Regions from separate parts of the Mus musculus genome. Here region 1 is linked to region 2. The links are chromatin contacts, called in public Micro-C maps. All regions are on one chromosome and are shown on one strand. Each heading gives the region's core, a stretch centred on a gene start, on an enhancer-like site or on the middle of the called end of the contact. The rest is flanking DNA. Distances are from core to core; before and after follow the strand shown. Region 1 has its middle 170 kb from the start of Atp6ap1l. Region 2 overlaps Gm35111 (a long non-coding RNA gene).

Region 1 (3,605 bases), core at 253-2,752, 220 kb after region 2:
GACAAGTAAAATGCCCATGTCAAAAAATGCCCATGTCTTCATTCATAATAATAAAATTGTAGAATATTGTCCCATGTTAATGCCGGATACAGCGAGATCTTAAGCATTTAGAGGTTAAAGGAGGATTGTATGTATTTAGAGGTTAAAGGGGGTGGTGAAAGGTATTTCTAAAGAGAAGAAGGAGGGGAGAGAGGAAGTGAGATAGGAGGCAAGAAGAAAAAACAGTGAAAGTAGACATTTTAACAACCTAAAAGTCTGAAGACATAAATAATTTCCAAAACATTTTAGTCTTACTAGTTATGGTGACACTAATGCTTAAATACATGGCAATATATTCATATTCTAACATCTCTATCTGGGCATAGTTCTTTTTCTCCAGGGTTTTAAGTCTAGAGAATGGAATGAATCTGACTTAAAAGGTGTCTTAGTCATGGTTCCCTTTGCTGTGATAAAACACCATGACCATAAGCAAAGAGGAAAGGGTTTATTATGCTTAATCCCCACTGCAACCCACCATTGAGGGAACTGAGGCCAGGAACACAAACAGGAACCTAGGGGCAGGAATTGATGCAGTGACAGAGAAACGCTGCTTATTTCTTGCTTTTCATGGCTTGTCAACTTGCTTTCTTAAACAAATTATACAACTCAGGACCACTATCCCAGAGGTGGCACTTTCCTTCAATTGGCTGGACCATCCCATATCAATCATTAATGAAGAAAATGCCTCCACGGGCTTGCCCAAAGGCCAATCTGGTGGGAATGTTTTGTTTTGTTTTGTTTTGTTTTGTTTTGTTTTGTTTTGTTTTGTTTCAGTTGAGGTCCCCTCTTCCTAAATGATTGTAACTCATCATCAAGTTGACAAAGCTAGCCAGGACAAGAGGAAACATTATGACCATATAAGCAAATGTAAACCCCTAAATAGAAAAGTAGTGAGAATCATAATTAGTATAGGTAATTATAATGGTTAGTTTTACACACACATAAGGCAGAGCCAGGATACTAGATCTCGTGTTTTCATAAGAGCCTTTTTATAGGAATTAACATTTGAGTCAAACAACTTTACTTCCCTGATTTGAGTGGGCCTCAGCTAACCCTTTTGGTCAGCTGTACATTGGTATAACTAAATAGGAGGGATAATCAAGTTAGGATAAAGGGGTTCCTTTTGACTCATGCTTTCCAACTTTCTGTCTGCAGTTGCTTATTTCCATTGCATTTGGGCCCATGGTGAGAAAGCCCATCACAGCAGGAGTATTAATGGAAGAAAGAAATTTCTCATGACATCCAGAACATGAAGCTGAGAGAGAAGCAGTTTCTATTACGTGGACATGTGCCCAGTGACTTTCTTCAACCAGTCGCCACCTCCTAAACAGCATGTCCCAGTAGCACCATGAACTGTGTACTAAATCTCCAAGAAATGAGGTTTGGTAGAACATTCAATATACTAACCACAAAATACTTGCAGACTAAGAAAAAAACACTGACCTTCCTAGAGCAGAAGGCATTCTGCCAACAGACAGCCCTTGAAATTAAACTGCAGCACTTTCCTCGATACCAACACTTGGCATTCCTTTCTTACAGATTCTGGAATTCCAGCCTCCAAAGTTATGAGTTCATTCCATAAAAAATCTACCTGACCTCCCAACACACACACACACACACACACACACACACACACACACACACACACACACCTCCTTGTCTGTATGGAGAATTCTGCCTCCTACAGCAACAGAAAGGGGGAGAAAAGTAGCTTTGAGCAACTGAACAATGACTTAGTAGGAATGGCCAAACTTAGTAGGAATGGTTGCTTAAATATCTAACTGTGAATGTATTGAGCAGCTCTAGATGTCATTGCATGAGAGTTAGGTTTTTCAAAGTGAATATTAAAAAGGATAGGAGTGGGATGGATAACACCTAAGCCAGCAGAGACAATCAATAAAAGTCAGTCGGCACAACTGATTACAGAAGAGGGGAGGCTGCACAAAGAAAATACAGGGTACAAAGTGGAAAGGGAAAATGATAGAAAACAATCAAAGTCCATCAAGAATAAATAGACTACTAAAAAGGATTGCTGACTGGGTTAAAAGAGCCAAATTGTCCTCTATAATCTTTAGAATAGTATGGACACATCTGAAATGTCAGAATAGAGATTGAATTTAAATGAATGAAGAAAGATCTACTGGGATAATACAAACCAAAAGAAAACCTGGATATGTTTACTAATGTCAAAATGAGTGGGGTTTAATACAAAAAGTTAGTAAAAACTAAAAATGACAATTGTGCACTATGATAGATGGGCAGTATACCAAAGAACTCTTCTAAACTAGTACACAATGCCATGGTCTCAAACACTATAAAACAATGAGGCCTGGGCAGATGCCCTAAACATGGTCTGACCTTCTTGGGGCAGGGTACATTCTTGTAGCTAGAAAACTGAACACAGATATCTGCACAGCCCAGATGCTTAAGGTAAGAAGAGAAGCATGTACACTTTACAGCCACTGGTTCAAGAGTCAGTAAGACAAATGCCTCTGGAGAAGAAGGCTTCCTCATCTTATTAGAGTCCAGAGACAAGAGACTTGCTGCTTTCACTAAGACCTCCTTCTCCCTAGCCTCTCACTTTCTCCCTGGCAAGAAGTTAGACACAAGGATGAGTTCTACATTCCTTCACGGCAGTAGTCTCAAGATGGTCCCATGACACACCTAACTCATCTGTGGAATGTGGCCTCCACCCAGAGAGACTTTGCATCATTATATTGCATGTAATAAAATGATATGGATTTGGGAAAGTCCCATTTCCATTACATAGGAATCCTCTTGACTCTGCCCTTCTATTAAAGTCATACAACCTTACTTCAGAAATGGCTAAAAGCTCAAGCTTGGAAGTCAGGTGACCATAAGTTCAAAGTCTAACAAAAAAAATAAAAACCTATATGAAACTTGAAAGTAAACACTATATACCTCAGGTTTTGCATTTGTTATAAAGAAAACAATATTTTGCATATAAAACCACCTAGACTGGATTTGTTATACAATGATCAGAGAGAGCTGTATCTACAAAGAGCAACTGTGGCAGAGATGAGGAAATTGATGGGCACAGTATCCCAGACTCAATGAAGGGCTCCTTCCCGGCCATTCAGAACTAAGTATGAGACCTTGAACATGGGAATCTTCTGTCAACACCACCCTCTATTCACACAACAGCATCTTTCACCAACTCTTTCATATATTTATCTTCCACTACAGTGCTCAGTGTCTGGCCCTGACTGAAGACAGAGGTCACACTATGATCAACTGATGTTTCCACTGTGCTCCCCTGCATAAGCTTCTGCTCTGTAGGAATCAAGATGCTTTAAGATGTTGTATGCCCTTCGATCACCAATAGCACAAAAATCAACTGCCTTTTCCACCATAGATAAGCCATTAAAAAGAAGAGAAAGGGGGAGGAGGAGGAGGAGGAGGAAGAGGAAGAAGACAAGGGAGAAGAGAAGAAAGATAATGAGAAGGGAGAGGAGAAAGAACAGAAAGGAAAATAAGAGGAAGAAAAGGAAGAGAATGAGTATGGCGGCGGCAGCAGTGACTGGGACAGAAGAAAGTAATAGTAG
Region 2 (3,539 bases), core at 167-2,666:
TCCAAATCATTAAAAGCATTTAACTCTTCACAAGGCAGCGACTTAGTAAGCAACCCCACAGCCAAACACATATTACGATGGAGTAATTTACATTTTGAAATGTGTGAGATGTGTCTTGATGTTTGAAGACTATACAATGCAAGATCTTAATAATTGCTGGTAAAAAATCATTTATAATCACAATAATCACTTGTAGCAATATTAATAATAATAATAATAAAATTGCCTTTGAGGATCTTCCAGCTCCAGCAAAACTGAAAGTCATCGTCCTTGGCTGGGGAACAATAGAATCCAGGGGCAAGAACTCACAGTGGGTCTTTGAATTATTCATGAGATCATACATGCCATTCACATCTGTATGTTTAAAAAAAGCCAAGAGAGTGTAATAGCACATTAGTAATGTAAATTAGAAAAAGACATATTTTATTTTGGTTTAGTGAAGATTTTCCTAAGTAAACCCAAATAGCATCCTTACTAGACATGTGCCAAAGATCTTTTATTCTTCACTGTTGCTAGGATGCGTTTTTTTCTGGACCAAGTCATCATTTAGGGGATCACTGATTGGATCACTCTCAGACATAATATGATACATACACAAACAAGGGTACACATTGTTTATGAATATACTCAAAACCACAGGAATGAGAAATCAAGAAAAAATAAGGCAAATATTAAAATCTACCACTGGGGAGTTTTATCCTATCATTGCAGTTTTATTATTGTCTGAATTTACATAAAAGCAAAAACTCGTGGAAGAAAATTGCCTCACAACCCCAGATTCTATTTTATTCAACAAACACAAGCTGAGGGGTAAGGAAAGATGACAAGGAGATACTCAGAAAACCATGGTTAACACATCCTCATATCAGACAGTACCAAGGCCAACCAAGACTTTCAAAATGTTTTGTAATACAGTAATATACACTCATATACACAAAATAAAAATAATTTTAAAAATACTTTACAGGATAATTTTGGTTGTACATGATATTTCTAATATATACTAACTTTAGGTCTTGTCTTACTCCACTGAATTCTTGAAGGATAAAGGAAAGTTAAAAATTTAGACATTTAATGTTTTGGGCTTATAAACATAAGAACAAAAGAACAAAAACATCTCTGTCTGATACAGCATCCCTTTTCCTGATCTTTTAGTCCATCTTTCGTCACTTCTACCATCACTAGGAGGCTCACTATTTAAAGGGCCCAGTCCTGGTCACTAAACAAAAGCAACAGATCAACCCAAAGAACTAGAGTGTCTTCTTTGGTGAGAGGAAATGCTATTTGAGAAAAGTAGCAAACAAAGGAAATCTCTGACAAATGAGTCATGAGAGGGAAAGGAGTCTCCCAGCACGGGGTGTTCTTGTGGCTCCGTTATTATTAATTGTGAGGACACGCTTACTCATGTCTTGTTCACTCTTGCCTCTACCATCACTGAGCTCATGTTACATTTATCCTAATGAACCAAGCCCACCAGAGATACACTGTGCACCACTTTAACGTGAACAGATTAGTCAGAGGAATTTTTATTTTGTTGGTCAGACTGGTCATCTCTGGGGACTTCTTGCTTTAGCTATCATTGTTTAGACTTTGAAATAAATGTGCAATGTATTTTCTAAGCCTATGACTAAGATTTAGAAAAAGTAGTATAAATTTCATATTGCTCAAATTATGAAATCTATCTACACTTCATTTTTATAAGGCACATGAAGACTGTGCTTGGTTTAAACAATTTCTTCTGACCACAGTAAGCTCTTGTGATGACCTTAACACGCACATCATAACTCACAGTTTGCAAGTGGGAACCAATGCTTCAGGTTGAGATGCTTGCAGAGAGGGATTTTTGCATTCTCTAAAGCATAAAAGTAAGCACAAAGCAAAGAGTAGCTGAGATGATTGGATGTTTGTGACACTGAGCCTTGAGGTGCTCAGATTTGGTGAAAATATTCTTCTAGTTGTGTCTGGGAGGTCAGTTCTGGATGAAATTAACATTTGGATCTGTAGACCCCCAAAAGCAATAAAGCAGTCTTCAGAGAAGATTCATCTGGCCTACTGAAAGCCTGGATGAATAGGTGAGCAAAAAGAACTCCAGAGCTCCATCTGTAAGCTGCAGCATCAGTTGCGTCTCTTAGACTCTGACTCAGACATGATATTATATCCTGAGCTCTCATGGGTTTTAGGGCTTTACACTCAGATGTGAAACCACGTCACTGTCTCCAGTCTGCAGACTCTAGGTTTGTTTGTTTTTTGTTTTGATTTTGTTTTTGTCCATTTATAAGAAAATGTCTTCCTTGGAAGCCCACGCTATTTTCAAAGTTTTGGTAATCCTCTTGCCTTGGCTTCCCAAATGCACAGATTACTGAAATGTGGCATTACATTTGTCTTTAACTACAGATCTGAAACCTCTCAGACTGCAGAATTGCACGCAACAAGCCTCTTTGACAAATCGACTGCTATGTATATCTTGTTGTCTCCATGTCTGTGGAGAAGCTGGACTAGCACAGAACATATGGAAAATAGGATAATCTTCTACATAGATATTTTCAAAGAATAGCAAGAAGCCAGTTGTGGCTATCAACCAATGTTTTAACAATACATATGCTCAGTGTTCAGATTGGAAATTTTATGTGACTTTCTACTACATCCTAAACTCCTTGGGAGGGCTGAGGAGTCTGAGGTGGTATGGGGCAAGTCCAGGAGGAAGAATATTAACCTTGTTCCTAAGACAGTCCACTTTATACAGCTTATATTCTCAAGTCCTTTAGTGCTTGATGACCACACTGAAGAAAATGAAATAAAAGCAGGATATCAGATGCAAACTAGCATTATGTATCTGACTTGCACCGCAGTGACAATGTCTACTGTATTTTCTATTCCTGTACAGAAGATGTTACTGGTCAAGAAATACCCCTTTTCTAATATTAATTTAGTCTGATAGTATTAATTTCTGATAACATATTAATTAATTCATTCAAGTTAATAACGACATGTTATTCACTATTTTCATTGCCTTTTGTTGGTTTACTTTTCCTTAAGCTTTACTTAAAGTGGCGCTGTCCTTACATGTTCCAAGCACAGAGTAAAATAGATGTATCACACAAACTACAATCTCTGTTGCTTGCTCCGTAGAGTGCCACAATTTTTTTCAACTGTAGGCTTCTATTTCTATAATGCTTATATCAGACACAAGGGAGCAAATTCTTGTTCTTGGGTGGGGGGCAGGGGTTGAATAAAGGTCTAGGTTAGCCTGCCCTCTAGTGTGGCTTACTGATTTCTGGGGAGAGAAAAAAAATGCAGCATGTCCTAGAAGCTGATTGTGCAATTCTGTTGGGTTGGCAACCTGCCATCAGCACCAGAACACTGCACAACTTCCTCCTCTTTGGGAGCTACAGGCTTCAAGCATTAGGTCACATTTGTAACCCAGTTTTGAGCAGAAACACACTCTAGACACACCCTATGCCTGCCTAAGCCAGTGTCACATGGTTATCCTTGACTGTGGCTTTTGTCATTTCCTCCCATTTAATGATAACACACAATGA

Evidence for each region. Hi-C and Micro-C count contacts between places; a contact is called where the count stands out from the background.
Region 1: a contact with region 2 is called in a Micro-C map of granulosa cells, with 1.9 times the contacts expected there. The contact joins two enhancer-like sites. A contact is called at or near these places in 1 of 15 datasets of contacts at CTCF or cohesin (the NIH/3T3 cell line), 7 of 484 Hi-C or Micro-C datasets (3T3-L1-derived adipocytes, Sertoli cells, granulosa cells and 2 more) and 1 of 115 datasets of contacts at active chromatin or transcription factors (embryonic fibroblasts).

The regions. Positions count from the first base shown.
Region 1 is chr13:90,737,244-90,740,848 of GRCm38.p6, forward strand. No RefSeq gene overlaps it. Among named protein-coding and RNA genes, the nearest start is that of Atp6ap1l, 170 kb to the right of the region's middle. Within about 2 kb of position 1,503, at least 9 of the 459 cell types and tissues checked have an H3K27ac peak or open chromatin away from gene starts, as enhancers often do. A contact at or near this core is called in granulosa cells, where this site is marked.
Region 2 is chr13:90,512,670-90,516,208 of GRCm38.p6, forward strand. The region is part of intron 1 of Gm35111 (a long non-coding RNA gene); the gene reads right to left. Among named protein-coding and RNA genes, the nearest start is that of Gm35111, 35 kb to the right of the region's middle. Within about 2 kb of position 1,417, at least 62 of the 459 cell types and tissues checked have an H3K27ac peak or open chromatin away from gene starts, as enhancers often do. A contact at or near this core is called in granulosa cells, where this site is marked.